Regions from separate parts of the Rattus norvegicus genome. Here region 2 is linked to region 1. A link is a contact called in public Hi-C data. All regions are on one chromosome and are shown on one strand. Each heading gives the region's core, a stretch centred on a gene start, on an enhancer-like site or on the middle of the called end of the contact. The rest is flanking DNA. Distances are from core to core; before and after follow the strand shown.

Region 1 (5,700 bases), core at 1,053-3,552:
TCATAAAGTTTCAACTAACTGAATTTCCCACATTATGAAGGGTAGGATGTGTGTGATTTACTGAAAGTCTGTTGATTCAAATGCTAAATACATCTTTAAAATACCCTCACAGTAATATCTAGACTGATATTTGAACAAAATTTAGATATCATAGTCCAGCTGAGTCAGAACATATAACCAATTAATTAATTAAAAACCTGGAGTTTTTGTCTTGTTTCATTGTAGGCTCTCACTGTGTAGCACTGCTTGTGCTGGGGCTCGCTATGTAGACCACACTGGCTTCAAACTCAGAGAGATCACATGCCTCAAACTAAGAATTTCTTTTTTTTTTTTTTTCGATTTATTTATTTATTTATTTATTATATATAAGTACACTGTAGCTGTCTTCAGATACACCAGAAGAGGGCATCGGATCTCTTTACAGATGGTTGTGAGCCACCATGTGGTTGCTGGGAATTGAACTCATGACCTCTGGAAGAGCAGTCGGGTGCTCTTAACTGCTGAGCCATCTCTCCAGCCCAAGAATTTCTTATGTTAACAAAAGGAACACTTAGTTGAACACAATAACTACACATGTTGGTTTGAAGGAAACATTCATACCAGATCAAATTATCATATTAAAAGATCCACTTGGGGGCCGAGGAGACAGCTCAGCAGATAGAGGCACCTGGTAGTAGGAGTTTGATCCCTAAGACCCACAAAGTGTAAATAGAGTCTGACTTCCAAAAATTGTCCTGTGAACCCCACACATGTACACATACATACATGTGCACATCCACACAAAAGCTAAATAGATTTTAGTAACATTTTATTATTTTTTGTGTACATGAATGTTTTGTCCGCAAGTATGTTTGTGCACCGGGTGAATGTCTGATGCCCTCTGAGGTCAGAAAAGGGAACTGAATCCCCTGGGACAAGAGTTACAGACAGATGTGAGTTGCCATGTGGGTGCTGGAAATTGAACCCAGGTTCTCTGCGTGGGCAACAAGTGTTTCTTAACAGCAGAGCCAACTCTCCAGCTCCAGCAAAAGCAGTCTGAACCTCAGCCTTGGTGCTTTGATCTCCAACACCCACACAGTCTAATCCCTAGGGGTGGACAGGGAGAGATCATACTTTCCTGCCAGTCCCCCAAGCCTACTGTCCCAGTCATCTCCACAGCTGGGGGTTGTGACCCCAATGCAACACTAGATCCACCATAGTCCTTGCCTTTTACAGAAGGGAAAACATCTGGATAAGGCTCAGCATGAGACTCTGTGTGGTGTTTTAAGACATCTTATTATCAATAATGTGCTGCGAAGAAAATGAAGTTCACATGGCCCAGGTGACACACCAGCTAGAGCGATTAAAGTTTAGCTAACTGACGTACATGCACCTTGATCTACACCACAGCAACGTCTGATTAACACTAGTTCAAACATTTACTGCATAGAGCACTCTGCAGGTGCAAACTATAGGCCTTTGTAAACCTCCTCACTGCAATGAAAAAATAGTGACAACTTGTAAACACAGCACCAACAAATACCGGAAGAAAGAATAAAGGCAATCGCTGTGCACAGTGGCCTTTTCTCATTCAAATGATATCAAATGATCGAGATATCATTTACATGGGGTGTCAAGGGACACCAACCTGGGTGTTTTTAACTCCCGGAACTTAACAACAATTGCGTTCCAGCCCAGTTAATCTTATATTCTGATTTGGCTGAGCCATGATATTCAGCTTTTGGCCAAATGAGTATCATTTGTAATATTTTTCTAAACATAAGTGGACCATCCACGCGGGCAACCCAGTTTAACTGCTGGGTTACTTCGGTACGCTCATCTTGGTCCACACGCTTAAAGAGAAAGAAAAACAGATTAGGAAAAGGGGTGAAGGAGTGAGGGTTTGGCTCAGCTGTTGGGAACTTGCCCAGCGGGTAGAAGGACCTGGGCACAAGTCCCAGCGTGGAGTGGGGGATGGGACCCGGGGCTAGGAGCGGGCAGCATTGTTCAAAGATAGATTGTTTTGTTTCTCTCCAAGGCACCACCAAAGCCCTGAAAAGCACGTCGTCCTAAAAAGGGCTATAAAAGACTTGTTCATGCCCTCACAAGTCTTGTTGACTGCTCTCCCAACAGCAGTGCCCCAAGTAATTTTGTTTCCCATGCCTTCCATTGCAACACACCGCAGGGACGCGTAGAGTTCCAGTTCTGGAGCTCGGCGGTGTTTCCCCAAAGCCGCGGTGCAGCCCGGGACCCAGATGAAGCCCCGCCTTCGGGGACTCTCTGGGTGGAGCCCCGGGGTTGTGACCCGCGGCGTAGATGTAGGGCGCCGACCGTCTTCCGCTCGCCCACAGAGAGGGGCAGGCAAGTGACAGCCATGAGCTGGGAGCTGCTGCTCTGGCTGCTGGCGCTGTGCGCAGTGATCCTGCCCCTGGTGCAGTTCCTACGCTTCCTGCGGGCAGATGCCGACCTAACCTTGTTGTGGGCCGAGTGGCAAGGGCGACGCCCAGGTGAGCATCCTCAACTGCCTGCGCTCTAAGGGAGAGCCCCTGCAGCGAGTGGCAGAGGAGCATCCTGAGCTCCGCTGACAGGGAGCAGGGCAGAGGTCCCTCTGGGTAGGATGGAGTCTCTGTTGCCAAGCTGAGGCTTGCCCAAGGGTTGTGTGTCGGGGAGGAAGAAGCAGTAGGTAAACAGGCGTACTCACTCTGTCCCTTGTCTTAATTCGAAAATGGGACTGATTTGCCCAGACTAGGATAGAAAATGTAAACTCCAAGAGAGAACTGCAATCCTTTGATGCCTGCAGGACACAGACTTCTTCAGTAGGATCCCACGGATCCCGGGACACTATCAGGGACGGCACCATAGAGAGCAGAGTGTACCCCTTGCTTTGTAAGAGGCCCAGTTGTCTGTTCATCCCGAAGATTTTATATCCTGTGCTTTTTACTCTCCCAAAGCACTGAAAGAAAATTTGGTCTGACTCACCACCCCCTTACCTACTCATTAGGCTAAAAATTTCACAATAGAAAGCACTGAGGTGGCATTTTGCTCGGAGGGAGATCATGCTGGGTACACAAGGAGCATTGCACCTGCTTCGCTTTGGCCTACGGCTTGCTCGGTGTTTGATGTTCACTTAATGCGTGATTCACAGGCTTTGACATATCAGTCCACAGATACTGCTGTGTGTCATGTCATGTCACGTAGGCAGTGTGCTCAGCCTCGGACCTTTGGAGGGAACAATTCTTATAACACGGGCATTATTCGTATTGTTTTGTCAATACGAATACCTGCCCTAGGTAGGCTTTTTTTGATCCTTAAAGAAGTAAGTGGGATCCCATTATTCACGGTGAAAAATACACACAGAGAGCACCTGAGAAAATGTGCTTTGAAGTCGCTGGTGACTCAGAAGGTACTGTATTCAAAGTCAACGGGGCAGGAGTAGGTGAAACCTGGGTCCTGCAGACTGAGAAAAACAGGTGATAGTATTTTATGTCCCTCCCAAACTCTGGATATCCTTGCTGTCTTAGTTCTGAAGCTGCGTTTCCTTGGCTCTAACAGTTGCAGCACTGACAAAGGCAACCGCACAGTGTGCTTGTGAATTCCGTGCTGCAAAACTGAAAATGTATGGCTGTGACCTGGAGACTGTCTCTCATTATTGAGGGCAAGAATCCCTGAATACCCCATACATCTGTTAACTGTAACTCTTCACCGAGCATTGTTTAAACAGATTTGTGTCAGTTCACAGCTATCGGCTGCCTGTGGGTGTTGTTTGTGTTTGGCCTCAGTGCTTTTATTAAAATGGAAGATTTAATCCGTTTATAAATTATATGATCATATAAAAATTATTAACATGTTAATTATGTTTGAAATGTAAAAATATTAACAGCATCCAAATACATATCAAACACCAATCTGAGCTAGGCAGAGGTGTGTAAGAGGGGTGAGGGGTGTTTTGAGAGGTCTAATAGCAGCAATTGGGTGTGTTTAGTCTTAGAGAAGACAGGACTTTGGGTATGGAAGCTCCCTCACGTTAGGGAGAAGCAGCTTCCACATCTTGTGAGGGATGAGACAGAGTGGTTAAGGGCCTTGGGAGAGATTTTTCAAGCTGGGTTGGACATTAAACTCTAGGTTTCTTGTCAACTCTCAGAGTCTGTTTTCTTTTTTCTTCATGATTGCCAGATTCTATGGAAACACTTAATGAACAAAAATGGATGCTAAATTAAATTTCCCACTTCAGGATGAGAAGATGGGTTTCATATCTGTCATCACGTGAGCATAAACTTGAGCCTGAGAACATTTTTACTCTGGCTTTATATAATAGGTGTTAATTGGTGTAAAAAAAAGTTGGACTATGTTAATTGAGGCTGATTAGTAACAGTTACAAAGTAAACGGTATGTAGGGTAATGTATAAACAAGCTTTTAGTAAGCAGTTGTAAATGGCTGTCTGAGTACACATCTCTTACTTGTGCAAAGTCTTGAAAGCATTTTACCTGAAAGGAAAGCTTTGTTTACATAGTTTGGTTATTTCTAGGACAAGTTATATGTGTCCGAATGTCTAAGAAGCAGTCGGGTTTTAAAATACTGTTTAGGGCTTTGGCTATGGTTTGATGATAGTTCCAATGTTTGTTATACTCGCAGCATGGGAATCAGGCCTCAGCACTGGCGACCTAACTTGACCATGTCTGAATGTGTGCACCATAGGGCAGCAGACAGTGTGGGTTCTGTTTCAGCCAGGGTTCTTGGTGTTTATTCAGTAGATCCTTACTTATGGAGTCCTTTTGATATTCTAGTTTTTGCAAGGTGTTAGACCCCTGTTGAGATGAAGGAGGACAGAGTCACTGCCTCGGTGGATGTAATAGACTAATGTGCATAACTTACTCCAGAAGACCTCAGGTTTCTGAAGAACTCAGACTCCATGATGTTCTTGTGATGGTTTTTAATATGGAATTGTGTTAAGCTCATAGACAAGAATGGAGTAAGGGCCAGCCTAGAGAGCCTTATTGCCCCCTGTCATGGTATAAATTAGAGCCCATGAGAGACCACATGAGGTCTGGTGAGTGTTACAGAGCCTCAGTACTTAGTAGGCCCCCAGATCTTAGCACAACTGACTCCTTAAAGTACCATTCAGAGCATAAAAACAGCACCTTGGGGTTGGGGATTTAGCTCAGTGGTAGAGCGCTTGCCTAGCAAGCGCAAGGCCCTGGGTTCAGTCCCCAGCTCCGAAAAAAAGAAAAAACAAAAACAAAAACAAAAACAAAAACAGCACCTCCTGCTGAAAACGAAATAAAGAACTAATCCATCCAAGTCCATAGTTCTGGAAAAGGCTCTAAAGGGACGAACCTTGCTTTTTAGCTTCTGTAGTTCTGCTTCTGAAGTGTGTCAACCCAGAATATAGTTTTTGTGCTTAAAAGCTCATCCAAGAAAGGCTGGGGCTACCCTGGGATCCCATGCACCCAGTGTAGTTGCCAGATGGCTAATAAAGGCTTCCTATTGGCTTAAACCTAGTCTTCTGTGGTGAGGACCCACAACAGTGAGACCAGCATTAAAGCTGCTTGCTGAACAGTGTGCCCGAGTGCCACCCTGCACACCACAAAAAGGTGGAAGAAAAGAACTGACTTCTCAGATTGTCCCCCTGACTGGCACATGCACACATACCCCACCATGCATACACACCCCACCATGCACACACACCCCACCATACACACACACCCCACCATGCACACACA
Region 2 (5,309 bases), core at 2,123-4,622, 95 kb before region 1:
GTAAAGGTAGAGCTCATCACACTCAACACTTTCTCTAGCTCTTCTTGCCTGGGGCAGGGAGGAGCTCGGTACAGGTAGTATTTAGACAGGTAATATAAAGATTACAATCATTTTTTATATTTTTCATTCATTCTGGAAACATATAATGAAGCAAAAAAGTGTTACTTATAGCTAAGTATGGTGGCATGTGCCTTTCATCCCAGCACTGGGAGCCAAGCATTAGATGGATTTCTGTGAGTTCAAGGCCAGCCTGTCTACATAGTAAGTTCTAGGCTAGCCAAGGTTATGTAGTAAGACTCTGTCTCCAAAAAGTAAATAAATAAATAAATAAATAAATAAATAAAATAATTTAAATCTTATATATGGATGCATTAAACATTAGAAAGCATGAAGAATATAATCAGCCTTTCTTTAGCATTAATCCAAGCTTCTTACATGAGAATGGTTAATAACAGGACAGAAAATACATACATTCTTGCTAAAAACAACGAAGTAACACGAGAGGCCACTGAACTGTTAAGTAAGTGTTATCTGAAGGCAGGGCAAACATGACATTTCAGGAACCCTCCTAACGCCACGCAGTATGTGCTCCTCTCCTGAGGTCTGTCCCTGTGTATGACACAGGGCCAAAGCTTTAGTTCATCTGTTTGGGTCAACTCCCCTTGAGCTGATTTTTGTTTAAGACTGTCTTCTGATTTGATTAAAGATGAAACATACTCAAGGGAATTACTTCAGATGATCATTTGAAAGAAACATCAAATACATATCAGAATAATCTTTGTATCTGAACAGACTAGCCTCAAGACAGTCTTTTAGAGAAATAATGATGGCTAAACCAGGAGCTGCAATTCATTCTATTGGCCATAGGGTAAACAGTCAACATGTGGTCTGAAAAAAATTCGAAAGATGCTTGCATTTAGTAACCACTTAGCAAAAGAGGTTGCTACACGTTTTGGTAGGGGGGTGGGGAGGATGACAACTAGGTATTAGGTGAATTTCCAAACAAAAGTTTAGTAAGACAAAATCAACAACACTCTCGGCTTGATCGAACACACACACACACACACACACACACACACACACACACACACACACACACGGAATACTCTTTTTCTTTCTTTTTTTCCCTGTATTCTTATAATGCCTATCTAACCACTGAGGATCCCAGCTTCTTTCAAACATGCTGTCTCTGCAGACATCCATCCTCCTGTCTGCCCCACAGGTTCTTCTAGGCTCCCAACGGCAAGAGAAAGATAAGCGAAGGCCACTACAGGAAGCTTCCCTAAACCACAGCCACAAACTTCAATACAACAGAGCCCACAAAGAAAAGTAAATTTCAGAATGGTAACACATCTAAGTGGCTGGCACCTATCAAGTATTTGTGAAAGGTATGTGTTAACAGTCACAGAATAGCAAAAAACCCCACAAACAGTAATAACTATACATGGGATGATGTAATCCAACCCCTGGCATTACTGATTCCGAAGCTGAGACTCAAAGGTTACAGGACATGTCTGTGGACACAGATATTTTCAGCACTTTTCTGGCAGAGCAGGGTTCCTTACAGCAGCTTATACTGTAATTATGGTTCATCATGGCAGTGCTTCATACTGAAATATAGTTATTCAATCCATGTGAAGTAGAGATACAAACCCTCCAAGGGGCAACTTGATGCTTGGCCAATTATGCTATTTTTCAAACATATATTAAGGCAACTAATGTGGAACGATAGATATCCATCTTAATATTTTATACCACCATCATAATTACTTCCGAGGTAAAAATAAGTGTTTAGTATTAAATACAAATGTTTGAAGAAACTTGCACATGTAGTTCACTATAATTTCAATCTGTTACTGCTGTAAACTTCCAGGTTAAAAGCAATCATCCCAACATAGCTGACTGTTTAATCAGATATTTACAAGATAGACAAATGAGAACTGGGGTTGGGAGTGTAACTCACCATTCAAGAGGCCCTGAGCTAAAAATCTATACCCAGCAATGCAAAACAGACAAACATAAAAAAAAACGCAAGGTAGTTTTTAAATATAAAAAACACTGTAGCACTGGGAAGCCGATGTGCTTTTCGTGCTTCAAATTATTAAGCGGTAAAAGGAGACATTAAGGCAATAAAAAGGCAGTATCTAAGATGTAAAAGTGTGTGGGTGTGTGCTCCTGTCTTTCTAGTCCTAAGTTTCCTCATCTATAACTACAGAAATAATCTTTGGAAAATGTCCAAAATACAAAAAGGTAGAAGTGTGAAAATGAAGTATTCGGTCTGGTTAAACAGAGGTGAGGAGGACCAAGCGCTACTGACTACAGAGTGATCCCTCAGAAACTCTAAAATCCTAAGGCCCAGAAGACAACCATTTAAATTCTGACTCTTCAGAGGGCTTTTCCTCCTTCCAGAAAGTGGTAATGTTTGGAATCTGAAAGCCCGGGTTTGAAAAGATTGCTTTTTCTTCTTCTCAGAACTGTTGAAAACTAATTTTCATAACGTCAAAATCATTTATTCTCAAACAATGACAATCTCGTATACACTAACCACGTTTAAAAATACATCAGGCACATTATTCCAACTAGCAGGAAACTTGGGGTGGGAGCGGCAACATAGATTGCTTAGACTCTGACTTCTGTGGATTTCTAAATATCATGTGGTGCTTGAGAGAAGAGAAAAATATACTTCGGATGGTGAAATGTGCAAAACATCTAAAACTCCAGTTGGCAGAAGGCTCTCTCTACAGCCAGCTGTCTTTCAAGAGGATCCGAGTGTATTTACAACCTACAAGCAGAAGGGAGCTAAGCCTCAACTAAACTCTAACATAAAGAACTTTCCTCCAATATACAAGGCCAAAATGATGCAAAACCTGTAGTTTACTTCAATGAGTTTGCTCCAAGCCGGAATAATGAATGAATTGGAGGCATTACTACGGAGTTGGGGGGTCTCACTTTCAGCCCAGCGGGTGAGTCTCCAAATCCAGAGGACTCACCGGCTGGTCTGTTCTAGGGGAGACCCCGCAGCAGGCTCCCCGAACCCGAAAGTTCGGCGGCCGCTAGTGTCCGCCCCGCCCGGCCGAGGGTCGCGCCCCTTCCCTGCCGCCTCACACACCCCGCCCCCGCCCCCGCCGCGCGTTAACCCCTCGCCGCCCGGCGCGGACTCCAGGAGGAGGCCGCCCAGGGGGTGGAGTTGTCGCGTCTCCTCCCGGGATCGCCCGGGCAGACGCCCGGCTTGTTTACAGGCCCCAGGCCTGGCTGCCGCCGCACAGGCCCGCCCGCCCTCGCCCTGGCCCTCGCGCCGCGCTTACCCGGAGCAGCCGCGGGCGGGCGGGTCCCTCGGTCGGCCGGGGCGGCGGTGGCGACGGCGGCCGGGCACGGGGTCCCGCGACGGCGGCCGGGCCCGGGCGGAGGAGGGGAGGAGCCGGGCTGGGTCCGGGCCCCCGGCTCTCGGAGCCCTCGCGGCTCAGATCATCCGGGCGTCGGAGCGGGAGGCAGAGAGCGGGGCCCGCGGGAGGCGGAGGAGGCGCCGAGGATTCATCGCTTTCCGCCCCACCTGCCTGGGCCCCCCTCCCCCCGCCCCAGCCACCCGATCCCAAGCTGCGGACCCGGCCGGCGCGGAGACCACGGCGTTCTAGCTCCTGCGCGCGCTCCCGCCCCTAGCGCCGCCGCCGCCTCTAGCGCGGCCCCGCGCACGCGCGCTCTCGACCGCGCTGCCCCTCTCCCTGCCCGGTCCCGCCCCGCGCCGCCGCTCCCCCCACCCCCGGCCCTGCAGCTGCGGCGCGGCCCATGGGCTGGAGAGACCCGGATGTGGGAGGGCCGGAACTGCGGCTAGGGCGGGGGAGGGGCTGTGGTGACGTCACTGCCCTGCGCTGCTCCTTAGCCGGCTGCTGTGGGGCCGCCGGCGCCGCGGGCTGATCCCTTGGGAGCCTCGAAGTCCTGGGTGGGAGCCAGGCGCGCGGCCTTCGTGCTAGAGCGCGGAGGGCCCCCTCCAAACCCGGCGGTCTTCGTCCACACCTGACTCTTACACCTGCCTACAGACGCCAGTCATCAGGTGCAGTCTCGGTTAGGGCCCGGCGTAGGGGAGTCAGCCTGCCCTTCGACCTCAGGGGGCCCACACGGCTGCCACGGCCATACCGCAATCGTGCGTGTGCAACCAGTTCACGCCTTGGGACACGTGCCTCGAGCTTCTGGCGGGTTGTCCCTGAGTCGCTCTAGGGATTCCGAATTGTATTTATGTGCACGTTACAGGGTCACGTGATCCGGTCTCAACGGACACTTCCAAAGACCTCCAAAGGGGTTAATGGAACCGAGGATTATTATTTTTTTTTTAAATCTAGAGGGTAACCAGAAACATGACAGCTGCTTTCATGAAGAGCTAGAGATGAGCTAAAGGTAATTGAAGCTGCACGTGCAGGCGACCAGAATCCAGTTTAGCTAGCTAGACCACAGAAAATCCGACCCACGCTGCTTGCAGACGCCGGGATAGAATGACAAACCCTAGGCAGCCAATGAATCAGAGCTGGAAAGCAGTACATCACCAGTATGAGTTCCCATTGGCTGGGGTGCCTTTCCAGCTTTTCAGTCACTGCTTAACCCTTACACCAAAATCGCAGGAATAGAAGTTTAAGAGAGATTCTGGTATAATACAAAGAAAAAGCATATATTCCGTTGAAACAGGCTAATGCTTTAAATAGATATATATATATATATATATATACATATAATATATATGTTATATATAATATATGAATATATATATATTATATATATATGTAAAAACTATTAGCCACATAGAGTTCAAGCCAGTAAGATGAATTGCACTGTGGCCTGCCCCCTCTGGAGCTTACTGAGATTTGCACCCTGCTACTTTGTGTCTGTTAAAAACAACTCCATTGTCTTGACTCAAAGATCAAATGCAACCTGCTTTTCGCAGACTATCATTCCATAAACTATTTCTCTACTTTGGATATTGTGGAAACCATGTCCGATATTTTCACCATGACTTGTGGAAAATGATTCTCTTTCTTCACTTTCACACCTGACATCTAACGGCAGGACCACCTATGACTACCAGTTGCCAGCAGACCCACTGACCCTCCAAATCACTCAGTATCTTGGGAATAAGATGAATATGTAACATCTCCAGGTATATAAAGTAAAAATAAAATTCACTATACAGTTCTTAGTTCTTTTCTACACAAGTGGAGAAAAAAATGAAATTAGATGCAGAATCTTTTAATGAAATGCCACTTTATTGGGTTATATATTATGTATACAGGACGGTTTATTTAAGTTTTATTATTGATGTGGGG

What was found. A called contact is a pair of places that touch in the nucleus more often than the background predicts.
Region 2: a contact with region 1 is called in a Hi-C map of liver, with 3 times the contacts expected there. The contact joins the promoter of Ppm1a here to the promoter of Dhrs7 in region 1. A contact is called at or near these places in 1 of 12 Hi-C or Micro-C datasets (liver) and 1 of 1 datasets of contacts at active chromatin or transcription factors (oligodendrocytes).

The regions. Positions count from the first base shown.
Region 1 is chr6:97,080,346-97,086,045 of GRCr8, reverse strand. It overlaps Dhrs7 (dehydrogenase/reductase 7), which reads left to right and starts at 2,302. Exons shown (of 7, transcript NM_001271394.1): 1 at 2,302-2,486. The coding sequence starts at 2,354.
Region 2 is chr6:97,177,206-97,182,514 of GRCr8, reverse strand. It overlaps Ppm1a (protein phosphatase, Mg2+/Mn2+ dependent, 1A), which reads right to left and starts at 3,372. Exons shown (of 6, transcript NM_017038.2): 1 at 3,306-3,372. LOC120103550 (a long non-coding RNA gene) reads left to right here and starts at 3,463. Exons shown (of 4, transcript XR_010052268.1): 1 at 3,463-4,389; 2 at 5,053-5,143.